Linked DNA regions of Mus musculus: region 2 is linked to region 1. The links are chromatin contacts, called in public HiChIP or PLAC-seq maps. All regions are on one chromosome and are shown on one strand. The core of a region is the stretch at or near the end of the contact, and the rest is flanking DNA. Distances in the headings are between cores, read along the strand shown. Region 1 has its middle 150 kb from the start of Gm34768. Region 2 overlaps Itga8 (integrin alpha 8).

Region 1 (5,898 bases), core at 2,398-4,897:
TATAGCCCTGGCTGGCCTGGAACTCACTCTGTAGACCAGGCTGGCCTCGAACTCAGAAATCCGCCTGCCTCTGCCTCCTGAGTGCTGGGATTAAAGGCGTGCACCACCACCGCCCAGCTACACCTTCATTAAAAAAAAAAAAAGTGTTAGTGATAATCAAATTCTGGGAATTCCTGATTGTCTGTAAGATTAATTTTGGAGAAAAAAAAATCTAATCTTATAAACAGCTCCTTTCTTGTAACTCTCAGTAATTGGAAATGTTCTCCAAAAGTCTATCATTTGCTTCTGTTTTAGATTCTCTTTGCAGTGACTTAAGTTATTCTTACAGAAAGGTTTTGACACCTCTATGTAGTCATGGAATATGCCAACAATGACCACAGTTTTATGTCTGGTACTTTTCAGATCAAGCAAAAGAGGCCTGCTGAGCTCCGGCCCTGGCTCCATTCAGCATAAGACCTCCTACACAGCCACTTAATTAACCCCCTCCAGCAAATAAGGAGACTGACAAGGATACTTTGTTTCTCTGTGTCTTCAAATTAGCTATGGTGTGACAGAAGTGATGCCTTGGCTTCCGTGTCCCCAGTGACATTTCTATTTACCTTTCCAAAGAAGCGAAAAAGGCCAAAAAGGTTGGTGAGAATCTAGACTTTAAGTAGCTAGACAAGGTTTACAAAGACCCGGTTCTCTTTACACATTCCACTCCTAATCTGCCAGTAGAAGCCACTAGCTTCTCTGTTTGTACCTCCAATGTTCCAAAGATCAGTTACCCCCCAGGGTCACAGAGAAAAGACAGGGACAACATTTAGAAAAATCACACTATTTGTAATCTACACAATCGTCTCACTTTCTATTCTTTGCCCAGTTGCCTCTTGCTCACCTCTAACTTCTATCAATATGACCAGCAAGCCACACATAAACCTCTGAGGTATGTTAACCACTTCTATTCTTTCCTTTGAGATGGCTCCAGATTGGTCACTCTCATGCTTGAGTCAGACTGGAGAGCCCTTACCAGGGAAAAATTCATATTCTCATTTCTCAAAAGCTCATATTCCCATTTCTCAAGGGGGCCTTGCATTGCCCCAGCCACTTGTTAACAAGAGCAGCAGCTGACCTACATGTCCTGGACATGCACAGATGGGACACAGCACCTGCGCAATAGCATAGGGAGATAAAGCAAAGAAGAGTCCCTGTTCCCAAGACTTCTCACAGACCATATAATCACACACACACACACACACACACACACACACACACACACACCCACACACACACACACACACACACATGTGGCCAGTCTCTCTCTCTCTCTCTCTCTCTCTCTCTCTCTCTCTCTCTCTCTCTCTCTCTGTTTTCTCTGGCTATTTGTTTTTATTTGTAGTTCATAATCAAACATCTGCATGTGAGTTTTGCTTATCTTTGAGCTTCACTTCCTTTGATAACCAACTCAGTCTTTGATCCCCAGTTACAATATTACAAGTATATTATTTTTTAAAGAAAAAAGGGGAGGGAGAGAGAATAAAAGGTGTCTGTGAGAGAGAGAGAGAGAGAGAGAGAGAGAGAGAGAGAGAGAGAGAGAAATAGGTCAGAAGTGTTGGATCCCCCAGAGTTGGAGTTACAGGTGGTTATCAGCCACCTAATGTGGATGCTGCGATTTAAACTCAGGTCCTCTGCAAGAGAGCTCTAACCTCTTAACCGCTGAGCTGTCTCCTCACCATATCCTACCCACATCAAGTTAAAATTTTTAGATAGAACTGCTGATAGTTCTGTTTCAGACAGTTTTCCAACCACGCCCATTATACACATCCAAGGAGCAATATCCCATAGTCCTTAGAGCACTCGCTCTTATATGGGCTCAGGGTAGAGCAACTCTCTATGACAGCATAGAATGAGAAAAGGCACAGAATATTAAATTAAATACATTAGGCACCCATGAAGACTGACCAAGGTATGTTAACATGAGGCTGCTACGTGACTATTTAGAGGGACAGATACTTCAGTTCAAGAAGTGGGAACCAGGAGGGGCTGAAAGCTGTGTCCTGGAGCCAATCACTAATCACATTCACATCAAACCTACCTTATATGAACTGGCCTTGAGGCAGGATGAAAACCATGACAACAATATGAACTGCAGGAAGAAAAGAAAATTCCTCACACTCAGGAGTCTGATTAAGGCCTGTCTCTGTCTCTGTTACTGCTGACAGCCCCATCTGATAGCAAGACATACAGGGTACACTGAGGAGACCTGATGCCTCTCTGAGATATGGGCCCCTCCTTTATCCAGAGTCTCCCCAGTGACCCAGTACATTTCAGTTGCTGAAACTTCCCTGAGTGCATGATGGCTTCCTCCAACCTTTCTTCCCGTGGTGCTCCCTGGGTTAGAGTCTGCAGTAGTATGATTGCTCTCAGCCTGTCCTGGCTCCCAGACCATATCCTTCTTCAGAGGTATCCCTCTACATGGATATGCTCATATCATCGGCCTCATCTTCACCTGTCAAACTCATCTTAGTGTCTACTTTTTCCAGGACTCAGACTATCCTAGCCTGGTGGCCCTTCTGTGAAACACAACTGTGGCTGGAGAGATGTAGAGGACTCCCTGGTGACAGGCCCTCAGCTGGTCTGAACACCAGGCATGTACTTTCTTTTCTAGTCCAAAAGGGCAATGCTTTGATGCTTTTAGACACACATATTGAGAGAGAGAGAGAGAGAAAGAGAGAGAGAGAGAGAAAGAGAGAGAGAGAGAGAGATGCAGACAGACAGAGACATAAACACACACACAGATGGGGAGAGGTGGGAGAGAAAGACAGAAAAAAGGGGGAGAGACATTCAGAGACAGAAAGAGAAGGAGAGAGAGAGATGAAGATGGGTTGGGGGACTTCTTGCTTCAATTTCTGTTAAATTTGTCCCAGTTTCTCCCCTGCCTCCAGCCATGTGTGCATCTTCAGCACCTGACCTGGTACATACTTCAGTACAGATTATAAACTTCATACTTCATTTTTGTCCTCTATAAAAGAAAAAGTTTCCTGTGAGATTTCAAGTATAATTAATCCCTTTCTTTTCAATGTGACCCTCCTCCCCAATGGCTAGGGAACCTTTTCACGCTGTTTTTAACTCTCTCTTGGGTTTCTGTCCCTATTCCACGGGAGGTTTGTCAGTCTTTCTCCACCTCAATAACTCCTTTGAAAGTAGCAGTGAGTCAGCCTGGTTGCTGACTCTTCTGCCGACCTCATCCTTGTTAAAGATGTTTGAAATCCAAATGTTCCCCTGCTGGACTATGAAGGATCTCTCTGCTGCAAGCTAAAGGAAGGTGGGCCTGCAAATACAAATTCAGAATTTCTAAGTGGAAATTTCAAAAAATTCAGGAAGAAAAATAAACAACTCTCCCTGGAAGAAGGCCCTCTCTTTGATGACCTTTGCTGATCCAGGAACTCCTTGGGGGGTCCTTTCCACCTCTGGACATAGGGCAGAATCCTGGGGAGGGTCACTGCCCCAGATGTGGCTGGCGCCTCCTTTTGTCCCCTAAGCTACACACACACACACACACACACACACACACACACACACACACACGCACACGTCTTATTTTATCTTCCTGGTGATGTAAGCTTTGGCACTGACTCATGGTCCTTGTGGAGGTTTGCGTGAGTAACTGAGCCAAAACCCTTATAGAGAGATGCACAGAGTGATTCGGAGAGCCCCTGAATATGTGCAAACAGTACCTGCCATTGTTTTCTGCCATTTGATTTTTTTAACTCTTCCTCCTGTTTCCTTGCCTAAGGCAGCAAAGCTGTCTCCAAACGCTATACTAGGAATTCTCGGGTTGTAGCCAACAGGAAGAACCAGAGGCCCAATGCCACATCTCACAAAGCACTGGCCCAGGCCTGGTGGGACAAGAGAAGACCTCACTCCTCCTGCTGTAACTGTGATTCCCAAGCTATCCAGTAGATCTGGCCAACAACTATCAGGGCACCACATCAGCTCAGAGTCCAGTCCCTGCTTTAGCAGAAATGACTAAAATAGAAGGCTTTTCTAGACAAACAAATAACAGATTTTTTTTTTCTACTGCTTGTTCCTGTTTCTATTTTACTGTCCTTGGGGAATGTAGAAAAAGCAAATATTATCTATAGCGATTTCCTCTTATTAGTGACCACATGCAGGAGGCTTTATGTCCCCAAAGAATTTGTGACCTTTCCCAAGAAGACTTTCTCTAATATCCTCTCTCCAGTTATTTATTGTGACACTTCCAAAATAAACAACCATACAACCAGACACAGCCTGGATAGAGATGCCTGGAGTGAGGAGGGACTGCTTTCTAGCCATCTGCATAGAGAAATGGAATGATACCTTAGTCTGCTGAACTCAGTTGAGTTTTTCCAGTCACCCTTAAAGGCTGCAAGACCACGGGTTCCCCAGCTTCCTGTTCCAACTAAGAGGCAGCCACTTTGAGAGACAGATATCCCCATCCCTAAATGTAAATCTCTTGTGGCTATCCACAGGGTTCATGCAGCATTCAGGCAAGGTCTGGGATTTACATAGTGTGTTGAAACTAAGCCTTCAACAATTGTTCATCAAGTTTAATCTTAGCTTACAAATAGCCCTGCTAAGAGGTAAGGAATTCTGTCCTTCTTGGTATAGATACAAACCCTTCCATCTAAAAGCATGCTTTCTAAATCTAAACTCCACTGCAGATGTCCTAAAATGGAAGAAATCAAGCAATGAGATGTAATGGAAGACATAATTAATTGTCCTAGAGCTAGTGACCAAAATCACAATGAAGCAGGTCAGTCCTTGAAGACTTGAGTAATCCCTGAGTGACAGAAGAGAAACAAGAGCAGCCCACCACCCCGCCACATTTGAGGGTTTAGACACATCTTACTGTGTACCCTAGAGATGTCTCCCAAAAGCTTTGATATCTCCAGAGACAACTTCAGAAAGGAATGATGACTTTGTAGGTGAACCTTGTATGAAGCTACCTGCATCCCCGAGAAATCACTAAAGCTAAATTCTCTAACCTGAACAATGCAATGAGCCCAAGAGGCCCAGTGGCACACAAAATAGGAGTGGAGTTATTGCACCAACCACTTCATCACTTCTACTTCATGTCACATGAGATGAAGTGATGAGTGGGTCCCATAACACGCTTTTAGAAGCTGCTTTTACACTGAGCATTAACTCCTCCCTTGGGCTCAGAAAGTAAGGACGTGCAAGGTGAGAGCAGGCATCTCTGCCTTCAATCTCTTTCCGTCTCCTTTACCTTGAGTTGAACTCCTGCCTAACTCTGCCTAATTATGGTAACCACTGAAGGAGTGTCTGCCTATCTAATCTATCTCACTCCTTTTCAAGGCTACAGGCATGAAGATAAGTCATTGTCCTAAACAGTGAGTCTGCTTGTATTTTGGAAACAGCAAGGCCTTGTGGGCAAATCATCCATGTGATGAGGCTGCACCCTAAAGCAGAAGTGGTGTATCCTCTTAAACAGTCAGGGCTTGGACTACCTTCAAGGCTGAAGCAGAGACAATGACCAAAGAAAGCCCCCTTTGACCATGAACACCGCTATCCACATGCTTTCTTGTTCCAAATTCTTCTCTATTTAAAGCTAAATCTCATGTCAGTACCCAAAGATGAACTTGGGGTCAATGGACCCCCTATGTGCTCCTCCTCCCACGAGGTCACTTTTAGTAATGGAATCTTTATTGAGCTAACGTGGCCCAGTCTTGTCTCTGACGCTGTGTTCACACTGGAATGGTTGTTACAGAATTCATGAGAATCCAGGCTGGAGATAAACTCACAGCAAACATCTTTGAGTTGTCTGCTTTGTCATCTTTGCTAATGGACAAAACAAGTTACTGGAAAACCTGGAGGAAACAACACAGAACTTAAGGAAAATCAAGAGAGAGATAA
Region 2 (5,898 bases), core at 1,270-3,769, 160 kb before region 1:
GTGGGTATGTTATGTGTGTGTATGAGTATATGTTAGTGTTTATGTGAGTGTGTGTGTATGTGAGTGTGTGTGATCATGTGTGCATATATGTTTGTGAATGTGTTTGAATGAGAATGTGTGTGCTTATAAGTGTGTGAGTGTGTGTGAATGTGTATGTGCTTGTACATATATGTGGAGGCTAGAGTTTGACACTGGTGTCTTGTATCATAATTCTCATTCATTTTTAAGACCTAGCGGTGCAGCTGGGCTACTCAGTACACAGTATCACCTTGGGTTTTACGCTGGTGCTGGGGATCTGAACTTAGGTCCTCATCATGGTACGTGGAGCACTGTGCTGTGCTCACCCTCACTCTGAAATGACCCATTTGAAAAAGATAACCAGGAAAGTCTTCTTGGGCCCTTTCTAATTGCATTGTTAATGGAATTATTTTCCATGTGATATTTATATTTTAGTGATATTTTCCTATGATAATGATAGGGATCATTATCTGAATCTGTTAATTAGCCCTAAGAAATTTTTACAAGACAGTGAATGAACAGAAGGGCTGGGATCTGGCCAGGCCTTAGATGCAATTGGGAAGTAGGTGGACCTCATTTGGGGATGCTCAGAGCCTCTCTTCTCTGTATGTTCTTCTTTCTATTCATGAAAGCTGCAGAGTGCCCAAAGTTTGCCTTCCCTTAAACGTGTGCTGTAGAAGAGAGGATAATATCACTGTTATCAATTTAGGAGTGATTAGGAGAGCCAAGAACCATCTATAAATTTTATTGCTATGGGCCCTAGTCGTTGTGGTTTATTGTCTCTGTTTTGCTGGGTATAGAAGCAAGGCTGTATACATGCTGAACAAGCACTCGCCTATTAGTACCTTGTCAGCGCTTGACCTCGGTGTTTAAGAAGCCCCTTAGTGAGTTGGATCCTGGCCTGTGTTCTGTAAAGCATGGCTTGTGCTCCATGTTCAGCGAGATGCTGAGAAATGAGGTACCTGGAGCTACTGGGATAAATGCCCGTCTCCCCTACTCCTCTTCAATCTGTAATTCGTATCTTTACAACCGCCCTCCAAAATTCAGAAAACAAAACAATAACAAAAAGCATGTATTTCCTCCTACTCTTGTGAAGAAGTCCAAAACCAAGATGGTTGTGGAGTTGGCTCCTTCCTCAGCTCTCGCCTCGGTTTGTGCTGACCGTCAAGCGGTCTCATGGTCCAGGGTGCAAGTCCTATTTCCTCTTACAATACCAGGACTATGGGATTAGAACCCACCACATGAGAGCATTTTAAATTAACACCCTACGTATAGACATACCCTAAGGGGCTTCCTAAGGAAGAAATTTTACACCATGAGATCTATTTAGTATATATTTTTAATAAAAGGTTTAGATATGTACAAAATGTATTGCCATTATACCCTCCCCCATCTCTTTTTCCTACCTACCCCCTCCCACTCCTTCTGAGTCCCTTCTTCTCCACCCGAAGCACCCCTCTTACTCTCATGTCTTTTGAAAAAGTACACACTTCAGTGCACAATACTTAGAGAGCATATAAAACCCCATAATGTTTTAATCACAGGAATTTTCCCTCAGGCGGGATATGCGAGTATTGGGGGCTTGTGGCTTTTCTGGGGACTGTGAACTCATTTCGTATAAACTGACAAAGGACCCTAGTCCTGAAGAAGAAAACTTTTCTCCAGAATGTTTGACAGCTGCTGGACAGCACACACACACACACACACACACACACACACACACACACACACACACATTGCATCAGCATGGCCCCTGACAAAGATCAAGTGAGACTATTCGTAGTGACGCTGAAGGCAGAAGGAGGGGGAGGAGAGGTCCTTGCAACCACAGGATGCTAATAATGTGTAGAAAACTATTTTCATAAGGCACACTCATTGTTTGATAGTCTGCTCTTGGTTTTTTTTTTTTTTTTGTGGGATTTTTTTTTAAAAGGGAAAATAAACCCTCTGTAAATCACAAAGCTGAAACCTAATCCTTTGCTCAGTCTCATAACTGTGTTTCTTTGGAGTTCATTTGGAAGCATTTCAGACAGATTGTTAGCATTATTGCTTTCTGGGACAAAGTAGTGCTTTTTTTTTCTCGAACATTTCTTCCTCAACTCATAACTTTTCTCTCAGTAATATTTTGCATGTTGTGATAAAATAGCAAGAGAGACATCTATTTTTAGATTAACATAGTTGCCAAACTTTAGGAGACTCCTCTAAGGCCAGCTTCCCACAGGCATGAGCTGGTTTTCTGCTACCCCCCAAATGCCAATTTCTCTATTGCCAGACTCACATGCTGCTGTTTTTAACCCCAGAACTCTGTAACAGCTGTCAAGGCTTATATCTCTCTTAGTTTCCTCACTATGTAGAGGAAAAGATCATGATGGGTCTCCAGAAATGACTTTCTCTTAACTGCTTCTTTTGGTCTTTACATACTCTGGGAAGAGGCCTAGCACAAACGGACCCTGGGACAGTGATTGGCAGGGCCTCGAAGAAAGTCTAAGTTGTATGACTAACAGCAATCTCGAAACAGGGATCAAGAGTTAGTAGCTTGAGTCACAAAGGTGAGGCCAACATTCATATGTACAGGCTGAGAAAGCCATGCATACACACACACACACACACACACACACACACACACACACCTCTGCAGGAGAAAGGCTACAGTACAAGGTTCGGAGGCTTGGGTTAGATATGAGCACACATAAAATCTCATTCATCCAACCCCAACAAATTCTACTCTTCAGGTTACTTTCTTATTTCAGGACCTTCAAAAGCTTCATCAGCTATGAGTGAATGGAGGTTTGTTCAAGGGTATGAAAAAGTCAGCAGCAAAGTAAAACAGGATTTGGCAAGCCTAGGTCTTCACCTTCCAAACCCAGCAATGTGCCAGCTGACAGACAGCATGGGATTTAAAACAGGGCTTCCAAGGTTTAGAGGGAACCCAGGGAGAGGCCACATGCAAATCTAAATTGCCCTAATAATCAGTCATATACATATGTAACCACCTATGTACACCGATTTTTTACTGTGACTTTCCAAAATCTGGAAACATCTATGAAGTCTCTTAGTGAGACCAGACAATCCAGCTGTGGGCTGTGTGACGTTAACTGGGCCAGGTGGTGCTTACATATAATCCCAGCTCTTGGGAGTTGGAGGTGGGAGGATCTGAAACTCATGAACATCCTTGGCTACATACCAAGTTCAAGGCTAGCCTGGGCTATATGAGAACCCATCTGGAAAACAAGCAACAACAACAGCCTTTCAAGAAAAATATCCGTTTATGCTCTCATAAACCAGGCCCACGAACTAGTCCTGCCCCACGTCCCATCTCACATCCTGCTAAAGTGAAAGGCTAGGAATAACTTCTCATCCCTCCCCTTGTTTGCAATCCTTTGATGACTAGTGAAGTTAAATATCTTCCCATAATTTGTTGACCCATAAATTTTTATGTGAATTCTCCCCTTATAGTTTTTTATGAGTATGTTCATGCGTTTATCAACCTCTATGAGTTTTTTCTTTTTTTCTTTTTAACAGATCAGGCATAAACAATAGCCACTAGCAGTTCTTTTTTATTAGGTGTCAAACACTCTGGTAGCCATTGAGAAATGCTAACCTTTGATCAGGGTTTCCCTGCTCCTCCTGTTCTTTCAAACATGCTCTACTGCATTTGCTAAAATTATAACTGGAGAATTCCTGATGCTCTCTTTATTTTCTCTATTTTTAAGGTGTCACCTCTTGAGTTGTGTTAGTCTTTTCCGACAACTACTACCTTTGCATATATGTTTTCTTAGGGCATTTATTTATTTTTAAATTTCTTGTATGGGGGATGTGTGTGCCTATTCAGAAGCTGGCAAGGGACGCTGGGAACCCTCCATTACTTCTCTCTGCCTTATTGCCTTTGGACACTGTTTCTGCTAAGTTAAATGCTGGAGCTAAAGGCATAAGCAGTCATAACTGGCTTTTTATGTGGGTGCTGGGATTTGAACCCAGGTCCCCATGATCTTACTCACTGAACTCCCCCTCTCCAGGTTTTGTTGGATATTCTCATCACAACCCCCATTGTCCAGAACAACTCTAAATTAGTATGTGTGCCAGTGTGCTGGACACATGCTTGCACACATATGCTCACCTGTGTTGCAAATTAGCAGCCATAGATGGACAATGTGCTTTTTCCTGTATCACTATCCACCTTAGTTTTAAGGCAGATTCTCTTGCTGAACCTAGAACACAGGAATACAGCTAGCCCACCTGACCAGCCACCCTCAGAGAAGTCCTCTCCAGCCCTGACACTATAGACACATCCCACACCTGGATTTTACATTGGTGCTGAGAATCTGACCGTGGACTCTCATGCTTGCACAACAAACATTTTGCCTACTGAGCCATTCCCAGCCTAGAAACCCTTTTTTGAGTTCCAAATAAAAAGAAACCGTCTAAGGCCCTTTGTTGCAGCACTCTTCAGATTAGTGTGTTCCTCAGGATGATGAGACAAAGAGAAAAACTTCCAGAAGGGAGGTGACTTCCAGGTGAGAAAGACTGCCTGAGCTTATCAAGTAAAGGTGTAGGGGTGACAGAGGCTTCTCCAGGAAGTGACCCTGAAGGAAGTTAGGGTTTCATTGTTGTTGTTTTGTTTTGTTTTCCAATACCCTGCATTTTTTCTTATGATAGTTCCATAGTACAGCATGAAATACATCTGTAAATTTGTTTTTTTTCCCAGAATTTGATTTACTTTACATCCCGATCTTACCCTTCCCTCCCTCTTCTCCCAGTCCCACCCTGGCAAATCTCTTCCCCTGTTACCTCCTCCCCTTCTCAGAGAGGGGGAAGCCCCTCTTTGGTACCACTGCACTCTAAGACATCCAGGTGCAGCAGGACTGAGCAACCTAGATGAAGAGTTAGTGGAGCACTGTCACCTCTCTGTCACTCCTGAGTAGCCCTTGCCAGAAGTCCTCCCTCCTTGCTGCATGCTCCCTGCCTGACCAAACCTTGAGCAAACCCTCCAAAGGAAGTCAGCCTTTGGAACAAACTTTCATCTCTAAGATTTCCTTCCTTGGGATGTCAGACTCTGTAGCCCAAGCACTCCCTTGACAACTTGGGTGATTCCCTTCCTTCTTATTTAAAAATAAACCAAAAAAATATTTAAATTATTATAAAAATTATTTTAAAATTAAAAAAAGGGAGACAGATGGCTAATTTACGAGGTTGAGATCAGCCTGGTCTACAGAGTGCATACTAGGCTGGTCTCAGTTACAGGACAGCTGAGCCTGCACAGAGAAACCCTATCTCGAAAAATCACAAACAAACACGATGATTAGTGTGTATGATTCAGCTGAACATATACTAAAAATGACAGTTTGGGGGACTGTAGTAAAGGACATGAGCGTGGCTCATTCCCAATGACATCACCTTTTATTAGGGTCACTTTTTCTGGACAACTGACCCTGCATTTATGCTAATGTCTCCTTTCTGTTTCCTTAAGAGGACCCATCCTGCTTCCAAAGGAAAACAAATTCCATGTTTCAGGCCAGGGAGTGCTTGACAAAGGCCTGAAGCATTTGGAGAGCATTTTCTGATTGAGTGGAAAGAACTGATTTTAGTTGCCAGTTATTTCTTCCAGAAAAACAAAACAAAACAAAAACAGCTAATGTGTATATGTGGAGAAGGGCACCATTTTTTCATTTGTTTGTTTTTGGATTTGCCTTTGAGGAATTTCTTATAAAAGCATGAGCTCGGTGTAAGACCTGTTATCTATAAGGGAGTGGGGAGAAGATTTATATGGTTAGAGAGCCACAGAGAAGCAGCAAAATTACATTGTGTCTGGATTACCATTACAATGCCTACATAGAATGGCTGGCAAGATGGTTCAGAGGGGAAAGGTGGTTGCAGTTAAGC

The links. HiChIP or PLAC-seq counts read pairs in DNA pulled down with a chosen protein or histone mark.
Region 2: a contact with region 1 is called in an H3K27ac HiChIP or PLAC-seq map of the NIH/3T3 cell line, with 3 times the contacts expected there. The contact joins two enhancer-like sites. A contact is called at or near these places in 8 of 484 Hi-C or Micro-C datasets (the N1E-115 cell line, adipose-derived mesenchymal stem cells, cortical neurons and 4 more), 1 of 115 datasets of contacts at active chromatin or transcription factors (the NIH/3T3 cell line) and 2 of 9 other capture datasets (bone marrow-derived macrophages and embryonic stem cells).

Annotation. Positions count from the first base shown.
Region 1 is chr2:12,051,635-12,057,532 of GRCm38.p6, reverse strand. No RefSeq gene overlaps it. Among named protein-coding and RNA genes, the nearest start is that of Gm34768, 150 kb to the right of the region's middle. Within about 2 kb of position 3,647, at least 46 of the 459 cell types and tissues checked have an H3K27ac peak or open chromatin away from gene starts, as enhancers often do. A contact at or near this core is called in the NIH/3T3 cell line, where this site is marked.
Region 2 is chr2:12,209,217-12,215,114 of GRCm38.p6, reverse strand. The region is part of intron 13 of Itga8 (integrin alpha 8); the gene reads left to right. Among named protein-coding and RNA genes, the nearest start is that of E030013I19Rik, 89 kb to the left of the region's middle. Within about 2 kb of position 2,519, at least 31 of the 459 cell types and tissues checked have an H3K27ac peak or open chromatin away from gene starts, as enhancers often do. A contact at or near this core is called in the NIH/3T3 cell line, where this site is marked.